Regions from separate parts of the Pan troglodytes genome. Here region 1 is linked to region 2. Evidence: chromatin contacts called from public Hi-C data. All regions are on one chromosome and are shown on one strand. The core of a region is the stretch at or near the end of the contact, and the rest is flanking DNA. Distances in the headings are between cores, read along the strand shown.

What was found. Hi-C and Micro-C count contacts between places; a contact is called where the count stands out from the background.
Region 1: a Hi-C map of stem cell-derived neural progenitor cells shows a contact between it and region 2, with 4 times the contacts expected there. The contact joins two enhancer-like sites. A contact is called at or near these places in 2 of 7 Hi-C or Micro-C datasets (induced pluripotent stem cells and stem cell-derived neural progenitor cells).

Annotation. Positions count from the first base shown.
Region 1 is chr2:132,867,147-132,871,555 of NHGRI_mPanTro3-v2.0_pri, forward strand. No RefSeq gene overlaps it. Among named protein-coding and RNA genes, the nearest start is that of PLXND1, 19 kb to the left of the region's middle. Within about 2 kb of position 3,130, at least 17 of the 24 cell types and tissues checked have an H3K27ac peak or open chromatin away from gene starts, as enhancers often do. A contact at or near this core is called in stem cell-derived neural progenitor cells, where this site is marked.
Region 2 is chr2:132,730,711-132,735,827 of NHGRI_mPanTro3-v2.0_pri, forward strand. It overlaps IFT122 (intraflagellar transport 122), which reads left to right. Exons shown (of 29, transcript XM_024355640.3): 15 at 991-1,131; 16 at 4,880-4,933. Among named protein-coding and RNA genes, the nearest start is that of RHO, 39 kb to the right of the region's middle. Within about 2 kb of position 3,136, at least 9 of the 24 cell types and tissues checked have an H3K27ac peak or open chromatin away from gene starts, as enhancers often do. A contact at or near this core is called in stem cell-derived neural progenitor cells, where this site is marked.

The DNA.
Region 1 (4,409 bases), core at 1,880-4,379, 140 kb after region 2:
GAAGGAGTAGTCTGGCCCCTTCCAGCACTAAGGTGCCCTGGGGACAGTCCCTTGGGGTGCCTACTGGACCTCAGATAACCTTACTCCCCAAAGCCCCTCACAGCCCTGTGGGCCATATCACCCGTCCTTGGTGCCAGGCCCAGGCAGGGCTTTCCATTGCCCCACAGTCCTCCAGAGGGTGTAATTAGGCCCATTTTACAGATGGGGCATACTAGAGCCCCAGCACTGTGCTGGTGGCTCCAAAAGCAGCAAGGGGTCCCCAGGCCAGGCCCAGCTGACCCCTATGTAGGGACTGGGTGCCTCCCCCTTCCACTTCCCTCCAGGGTTGACCTCAGCAGCTCCTGGTTGGGCTTTTCCCAGAGCCAAGGCCGGAAGCACGAGTCCCGAGTGTTTGTTCAGGCTGGGCTGGGGCTCCGGGCTGGCGAGGCGGAAACAGCCGCAAGATGTTTGTCCAAGGGGTCAGGCTCCCCCACCGGGAGGAAGGAGGAAGGAGGAAAGGCCGGAGGAGCAGGAGGCCCGAGTCAGCTCTCCCAGCCAGGTTCTCACCTCCAGCCTTGCCTTCCTCACCCCCAGAGGCTGGGCTGCACACAGTAGGCGCTCAGTGGCTGAGGAAGGAGATGTGGTGCTCTCCTCCGGCATCCTTCACTCAGCCGGGGCTCAGGCCCCAATCCCAATCGCCCTGGCCTCCTCTTCCTTCTGTCTTAGTCCAAACTGTGTGCCCCCGACAAATTCAAATGTTGAAACCCCCAATACCTCAGGATGAGACTGTATCTGGAGACAGCCTTTAAAGAGTTCATTAAGTTAAAATGAGATGGTATGAGGCGATTAGGGCCAGGTGCGGTGGCTCACGCCTGTGATCCTAGCACTTTGGGAGGCTGATGCAGGAGGATCGCTTGAGCCCAGGAGTTCGAGACCAGCCTAGGCAACACAGTGAGACCCCCCCCCCCCGCCCATCTCTACAAAAAGTTAGCTGGGCACGGAGGCTGCTGCCCGTAGTCTCAGCTACTTAGAGGACCGAGGTGGGAAGATGGCTTGAGCCCAGGAGGTCAAGGCTGCAGTGAGCTGTGGCTGTACCACTTGCACCCTCCAGAACTGAGAGGAAATAGGTTTCTGTTGTTGAGCGATCCAGTCTGTGGTCTCTTGTTACGGCAGCCTAGCAAGCAAACCTCCCCCCCGCCCCGTGACCTCTCCCGCTATTCTGGAGGCTGCAAGGCCAAGTCCAAGACCAAGGAGTCTGCAGGGTTGGTGTCTGCTGCAGCCTCTCTCCTTGGCTTGCAGATGGTGCCTTCTGGCTGTGTCCTCACATGATCTTTCCTCACTTCCTGCATATCTGAATCCTCAGCTCCACTTCTTTTTTTTTTTTGAGACAGGGTCTGACTCTGTCACCCAGGCTGGAGTGCAGTGTTGCGATCTCAGCTCACTGCAGCCTCGACTTCCTAGGCTCAAGCCATCCTCCAACCTCAGCCCCCTGAGTAGCTGGGACCCCTGGCAGAGGCACCATCGAGGCTTCCCTTTGGCTCTCCGCTCCAGCAGCACTGGCCTCCTCACTGAGCTTGGTCCAGGACGGTGCTTTTGCTGTGCCCTCTGCCTGTCGTGCCCTTTCCAGATCTCCCCAGGGCTGCCGCCTTCTTATCCCTCAGGTTTCTGCTCAAATATCCCCCTCCAAAGAGGCCCTCCCTGACCAAAGTGCCAATCAGGGCTAGTATCCATCTCTCTCACTGGATGGACCTTCACCAGGGCAGGGGATATGTCTCCAGGGCCACAGCAGGGCCCGGCACACAGTAGGTGCACAGTAAAGGTTTGCTGAAGGCAGTCAGGCTCACCTTGGTACTGCCACCCCATCTCCCAAAACACAGGGTCACAGGGTCTCAGAGGCAGAGCAGGGCCTCCAGGGGGGCCCGTGGATGTGGGTGGTCCAACCATGAGGCCTGCCTACCTGCTGGGGGCACAGGCTGCAGCCACCCAACCCCTCGGCTTCCCACGCAGCACCTGTGTTCACCGCCCCCTTCCCCATCTGTCTTCCAGTGATTCCTCCAGAGGCTGCTTGTTTGGGAAGAAGGCTAGATGGCTAAGCAGGTAGGACCAGGTGGAAACCCAGCCCATCACTTTGGACTTGGGGACTCTGCCAGTGCCTCCCTGCTCCAGTGTCTGAGGAGGACTTGAGCATAGGAAGGTGCGTGCCTGCTCAGTCCTGGGACTCGTGGGGTGGAGCATTCACCTGGGGACTCGTGGGGTGGAGCTGGGGCTGGGACCACTGCCTGCACCTCCATCTGGGAGCAGGATGAGGGAAGGGCAGGAAACCACTGGGAGGCGCTGGGTGGGAGTTCGCTCTTTGCTCAGTCAACCCTGTCTTGAGACAGCCCTACTCCCACTTGAAAGGCTGAGACAGAAAAGACTGACACCACCAAGTGTGGGTGAGGATGTGGAGCGACAGGGGCAGGGGTGAAATGTGAAATGGTGCAGCCACTCTGTAAAACCTTTTGCTAGTTTCTTCAAAAAAAAGTCAAATGTGGCTGGACGCGGTGGCTCACGCCTGTAATCCCAGCACTTTGGGAGGCCGAGGCGGGCGGATCACGAGGTCAGGAGATAGAGACCAGCCTGGCTAACACGGTGAAAACCTGTCTCTACTAAAAATACAAAAAAAATTAGCCGGGCGCGGTGGCAGGCGCCTGTAATCCCAGCTACTCAGGAGGCTGAGGCAGGAGAATGGCATGAACCCGGGAGGCGGAGCTTGCAGTGAGCCGAGATTGCGCCACTGCACTCCTGGGACAGACAGAGTGAGACTGTCTCAAAAAAAAAAAAAAAAAAAAAAAAAAAAAAGTCAAATGTAGACACGTGCATCCTGGCAATCCCACGTCTAGATATTGGAATAAAATTAAAACACAGGTCCATAAAAACCTGTACAGATGCTTGTCACAGCTCCATTGATAATTGCTGCAATCTGGAAACAAGCCAAGTGTCCCTGGGCTGGTGAAGAGGTAAACACATGGAGGCCTCCATACAATGGAACGAAAAGGAACAGCCTCTTGATACTCCGACACAAGGATGCATCTCCAAGCCAGGCTGGAAAGGCTCCACGCTGCAGGATCCCATGTACATGCTGTTTGGAAAAGGCCAGGCCACAGGACGGTACACAGATGGGTAGTTGCCAGGGCTAGGGCTGGGGCTGGGGGGAGGGACTGACTGGGAAGGGCCACCAGGGAATTTTCTGGTTGCTGGGAATGTTCCATGTCTTGTTCAGAGCATTTACAGGGTATAAACGTGCAAAGTTTACCAGACTTCACATTTGAGATCTGGCCACTTCTCCTGATGTAAATTATAACTCAATGAATAAAAGTTTTTAAAAACAACCCAGTTCCATACTCGCCAGCCTGTGCCAGGCTCTTAGCTTGGGGACAGAGCTGGGGCGGGGCGGGTCCCTGGCTTTCAGACCGGCAGGGGTGGGAGGGGCCCAGGCTGGGGTGCTGCGAAGGCGACCCAGGGAGGGCGCCCGAGCCCCGCCCAGGCCAGGCCCCAGGCTCTCCCGTGCTCCCGCCCCGCAGAGAGAGGCCGGAAGCGGCCCCGGAGGGCCCATTGTCCGCGCTTCCGTTCCGGCTCCGCCTCGTCCTCCCGCGGCCAGAGGTGCGACCTCTGAGCCCCTGGCCAGCTCCCAGCCGGCCTAGGGGGGCGGGGGCACGGGGCGGAGGTCCCGCAGCCCGTGCTCGTCCCGCCTCGCTTGGAGGGAGCAAGGGCTCCGAGCCCTGGGCCCAGGTCCTGTGCCTCCGCTTCCCCGGCTGCGGGTACACCCCCAGCTCCCCGAGCCCCCCGGGCCCTCGCTGCTCCACCCAGAAGTTGCGGTGACTGCGGCCCCAGCACCCCGTTCCCTGGCCGGGCATCACTTGCGCAGCACGCTGCCCCCAGAGGACAGGGCTACAGTTAGTCGCCCACACCTCATTCACCCCCTTGGGCCCTTGAGCGTCTCAGAAGCCGCAGATGCCAAGGAGGGGACGCTGCCTCGCGGATGGTCACTTGGGAGCAAAGCTGGGGACTAAAGGAACCAGGGACAGAGATTCCCGCTCTCGCCAAATTGGCCGCTCTGGGCCAGGCACTGGGGACACACCGGGAAGCCGGATAGCCAGGTCCTGTCCTCAGGGCCCCGTCCGGAAGAGGACTGGGCAGCCTCGAGTCCGCGGCAATGAATGAATGTTCAATTGCACAGATGGGGAGGCGAAGGAGGGAGGGAGGGCAGTCGCTTGGGCGGTCATTGGAGGCTCTGGGAGGCTATGCGCCGGCAAGAAGCCGCGGGGTGGAGGCAGCCCTGCGGGAGTCGGCGAGGGCCGCGTGGATGTGCTCGGTGGTTTTGAGGCCAGTGGCTGGAGGGGCGTGAGAGTGGGAGACCAGACTTGAGGGGAGTGGCTGGAGTTGAGACT
Region 2 (5,117 bases), core at 1,886-4,385:
TCTCAGGCCTGCACGCACATATGCACATATACACACGTGCATACATGTGGCAGGAAGGGGCACAGAACCTGGAGTCCAGTCACCTCTAGCTATTGCCAGCTATTTGCTGGGACAGGTCATTTGTCCTCTCTGAGTCTCGGTCTCCTGGGCTGTAGCCAGGGAGAAATAATACCTACTGCACAGGACTATGGGGACAGCCAAAAGCCTTTTATAAACCTAAGAAAGAGAAGTTGTTAGGAACTATTCATGGGCACTCACAGCAAGGCAACCCCATCTTGTAGGAGGGCATCTGTCCCCAGGGCAGGGATCAGGAGACCTGTTTCCAGAGGCTTCCAGGGTAACTTGGAGCAAATCACTTACCTTTCTTGGACTCAGTCCCTGGAAGAAGAGGCCATTCCAGACCGCTTCCTCCCACGAACTCATTCATTCTGTCAGCAAACGTAGACTGGGGTTCTGCTGAGGGAGGCCGATACAACCCACCACTGCCCACGGGCTGTGCACGGCTTTGCTGTGGGAACAGGCCTGTAACTGCGGCACAACCTGCGATCTGGACAAAGGGCAGAGGAAGCTGAGACTCTTTCCCCTGGGGTGGGGGCTTGAGGGGCTTGGGAGGACTCTCCAGAAGAGGTGACATTTCAACAGGGCCTTGAAAGCCAAATAGGTATTTTCCAGAGGCAGAGTGGGGATGGGCAAAGGCATTCCAGGTGAGGGTGACATCCTATGGCGAGGCAGGCCTGCAGGTGGGAAGGAGGGGAGGATGGGCAGAGAGTTTGTGCTGTGGAGCACAGTGGCCCAGTCATGAGAGAGGTGCAGGATGGAGCACACAGGGTGGGCTGGGCAGGCTGGGCAGGGTGCTGATTGGCGGCTGCAGGGCTGCTCCCCAGGCATGGGTAATCATCCCACGCATCTGGAGGCAGGCTCTGTATGCATCTGGTTCTTTCCATGGCCCTGAAAACAGTCTTCTTTTTTTCCCTTGATGAAATCCTGCAGTCCGCTCCCATGTACCAGTACCTGGATAGGAAACTGTTCAAGGAAGCCTACCAGATTGCTTGCTTGGGTGTCACAGACACTGATTGGCGTGAACTGGCCATGGAAGCGCTAGAAGGTTTAGATTTTGAAACAGCAAAGAAGGTAAGCATCTAGCCAGCAGGAGCTGGAGTTTGGTCCTTGTGGGGTCCCTTAAGAAGGCAGATGGGGACGCAGGTGGCACGGAGAGGCCATAGACTGCAGCAGTCTCTGGAGTTAGGCTGACCTGGGCTTGTATCTTAGCCACTTCCTCACTGTGGGCCTGGGTAGGTGACACCCTTTCTAAGATTGCTTCTCTATAGACGTAGGGTGATGACAGGCCCCATCCTCACAAAGCTGTGAGGATCAAATGGGAGGATGCCTGTAAAGGCTGACCCAGGAGCAGCATGTCAGATTCTGGCTGTCACTCTTATTAGCTGTTCTCTATGGGAAGCACCTGGCTAGTAGCCTGGCACATCACAGGCACTCCGTAAATGGCGGCTTTTATTATCGGTGTAGTCACTGGCCATGATGCTGCACACAATGCTGCTTTTCTTAGCATCTGCCAACTAAGGTGGGAGAGATGGTCAAGGTCTCTGATTCTGACAGCAATGTGGGCACTTCCCACGTACCTTCATGGCGGGATTCATGGACTTGATTCGTTGTGTCCTTTCCTGGCCTAGTCTATGAAAGCTAGAGAGATGGCTGAAAACATCTGACCCCTTTCTGCACATAAGGAAAAGCCCAGGTATGTTCCTGAGCTGTATTTCCATCTAGAACCTCAGATGGAGGAAGGAATGGCTTCCAACCTCCACTCCCCTACCCCTTCCCTCTTTATCTCCCCACAGTCAATTAATGAGCTGCTCATTTTGTCCATATTCCTGGGCTGACATTGAAGGAGTGGCAAAGAGGGATGTGATGCCCGCCTTGGGTTAGATCAAGACTTGTAGGCATGAAGAGAGGAGACTGGACCAGACCAGGACTAAGAAGCCTGGCTGAGAACGAGCTGTGTCACATAAGGGGCTCTGGTACCTCAGGCCAGCCACTTTCCTTGGAGCCCCAGTCCTCCCAGTTCTGAAATGGGGGTGGTGAGAATGCCTGCTGCAGTCATGAGGCTTAACTGAGATGTTGTAAAGGGGAATTTAAATCAGGGATGGTTGTGCAGATGCTAGCCATTACTAAACAAGGGAAGTGATCGTTGTGTAACAATGATCTAGATTATATTTTTAGATGTCCTCAGTGTAGGAAAGTGGAGATGGAGGAGGCTGTAAGAATTCAGAGGAGGGGCCAGGTGCGGTGGCTCACGCCTGTAATCCTAGCACTTTGGGAGGCCGAGGTGTGCAGATCACAAGGTCAGGAGATCGAGACCATCCTGGCTAACACAGTGAAACCCCGTCTCTACTAAAAATACAAAAAATTAGCCGGGCATGGTGGCAGGCGCCTGTAGTCCCAGCTACTCCGGAGGCTGAGGCAGGAGAATGGCGTGAACCTGGGAGGCGGAGCGTGCAGTGAGCCGAGATGGTGCCACTGCACTCCAGCCTGGGCCATAGAGCAAGACTCTGACTTAAAAAAAAAAAAAAAAAAGAATTCAGAGGAGGGAGGAGGCATCTCTATGGAGGGAGCTTCCCTCTCCTGCCCCACCCAGAAATGCCAGCAGGGAGGAAGACGACAAATCCCTAGAATAGAAAGGATTGTAAAAAGCCACAAGGTTTAATATGAGTGTTTACTGATATTTTTATAAATATATATATTTTTATATATTTGTTTAAATATTGAGACAGGGACTCACTGTGTTGCCCAGGCGGGTCTTGAACTCCTGGGCTCAAGCAGTCTTCTTGCCTCAGCCTCCCAAAGTGCTGGGATTACAGGTATAAGCCACCACACCCAGCCAGATTTACTATAGTTGAAAAGTAAGTGTATGTGGTATATATCTATTGTGTACAACATGCTGTTTTGAAAAAGCCACATGATATTGAAGATAGGTTGGATGTTACTATTTCATCTAAATCCCGAGTACCCCACCTCTTTACTCTGTGCCAGGCACTCAGGCTCACCAGCTTGGATATAGTGGTTCCTAGAGATGGACAGCCATCCCCACTAGATGGCAGAGAAGAGCTGCTGAGCTCCCGCCAGACCCTGAGCAGAGCTGCAGGTTCCTCCCTATTCCCAGGCTTCCCTCTGCTGAGCTCATTCAGGGGCCTTGTGACTCTGACCAGGCACCCTGACGCTGCAAAATGTGTCAGGTTGAAGGAACTCGGAAACAGATTTATTAATGGGCAAATCCTAGACACTAGCACAGCTGAGCTACAGCTAGAAAGACCCTTGAGAGGGTGTCAGTAGCAGGCCCCTTTCCACGAAGAAGATGGTTGGAGCCCAGAAGCAGAGAAGTAGGCTCAGAGCGAGGACTTAGACCTCGAATGCTCCTTTCCCTCTTGGCCACTGTGCTGGGCTTTGCAGGGTTGCCCTCTCAAGGCGCTTTAAGGAAACCGAGATCTAGAGGGTGATGTGTAAGACCTACAGCTTGGGACACAGGTAGTCTTAGCCCTGTGTTCCTTGGCCCATGTGATGCCCGCATTGCCCTTTTCTACGAATTCCTCTTCACAAACACTTGTTTGCCAGGTTCTGACTCTGATGCCTCACTTAACGCTGCCTCCCACCCCTGCTCATGCTCAGACCATTCATCCGTGTTCTCCAGGCATCTAGTTCGTAGTTGGAGAGCTCTTAGCTCTGGGAGGTGTCATGATCTGTTTAATTGACCAGCTTTCCCTGTTAGAATGTGGACCTCTGAATTGTGGAGGGGGACAGGGGCCAAGACATGTTTCTCCCTGGGTCCTCAGTCTCTTGACAGGAAGCCTGGTCCTGTGGGATGAAAAGATAAAGTTGCATTGTGGTCACCTGCAAGGCAGCCAGAGGCCGGGGACTCGCTCATCTCCCGAGGTCTTTTCAGGAAGGAGGATGCCATGCTGCTGAGCAGAGGCTGCAAGTGGTCAGGATTGCTCTGCGTGTTCAGTTCAAAGGGCTCTGGAGCTGCTGCCTCCTCTAGGCACAGGTCAGCCCATTTTGAATGGGGCAATAAATGGTGACAGCAAAGCCACCTGAAAGCAGCCTGACCTGGTGGCTTGTGCTCCTCCAAACCCTGGGCAGAATCTGAAAGCAGCAAAACTAGCTTAGCTAACACCAGTCTGCTTGTTCCTCAGAAACTTCTAGAGGTCCATGAGTTAAAGTCTCTGGCTTTACTGTGAGTTCAAGGCAAGGGCTGCAATTTTAGGGTTTACATAAAGAGTTTGCCTTCCACAGACTTGGCGGGATTCATTCCCTACCCCTCCACCTTCTTCCAGAATCTGTCTTTATACCCTCTCAGCTTTCCCCTCCTCTGCTCCCTCTGTGGTACCAGGGGCTCTGGGTCCCCTGTGTCTGTGGCACCACTGGGTAGGCATAGCTGTCCCCTGCATTCTACCCATGTTGCCAAGATGTATAGGCAGTCTGTCATCAGTCCATGCATCTCATCCTCTCCTGCTGTGATGCTGCCTGACCCCCCAGAGGGTCAGACCGGCTTGTTCTTCTTTGGGTCTAGAGTCTCCCAAGGAGGCACCGCCACAGACTGTGGCATCACGGTTTTGTTTTACCTGATCTCAAAATGACTGATGCAACTGGGATGTCTTTGCTGTTCTTTACATGGTCCAATCCCATGGATAAAGCCATGCCTCACTGGGTGGTATAACCTCCTGCACGCACGATGATTAATCTGTGCTTGCTCCCTTCCTCTCCTCTGTGGCTCACTGTCTAGATAGAGCTTGACTTCCCACCCCTAGCCAATCACCCACTTTTGAAGCCAAGAAGACAGCTTATTTTATTCTTTATTTCTTCCCCACAGGCCTTCATCAGAGTACAAGACCTCCGATATTTAGAGCTCATCAGCAGCATTGAGGTAAAAGATGAAGCATTTTTCCTTCTCAAGAAGGCATACTTGGGGTTCCTGTTTTAGGGGCAGCCCTTCTAACAGGCAAGAGCCTTGAGGACATGGGAACAGAGCTCACTGGCGTCTGGGCATCTGGGCCACAGCCTTGCTCCGGGGGCAGAGTGGCCACACTGGGGGAGACAACAGCAGGTAG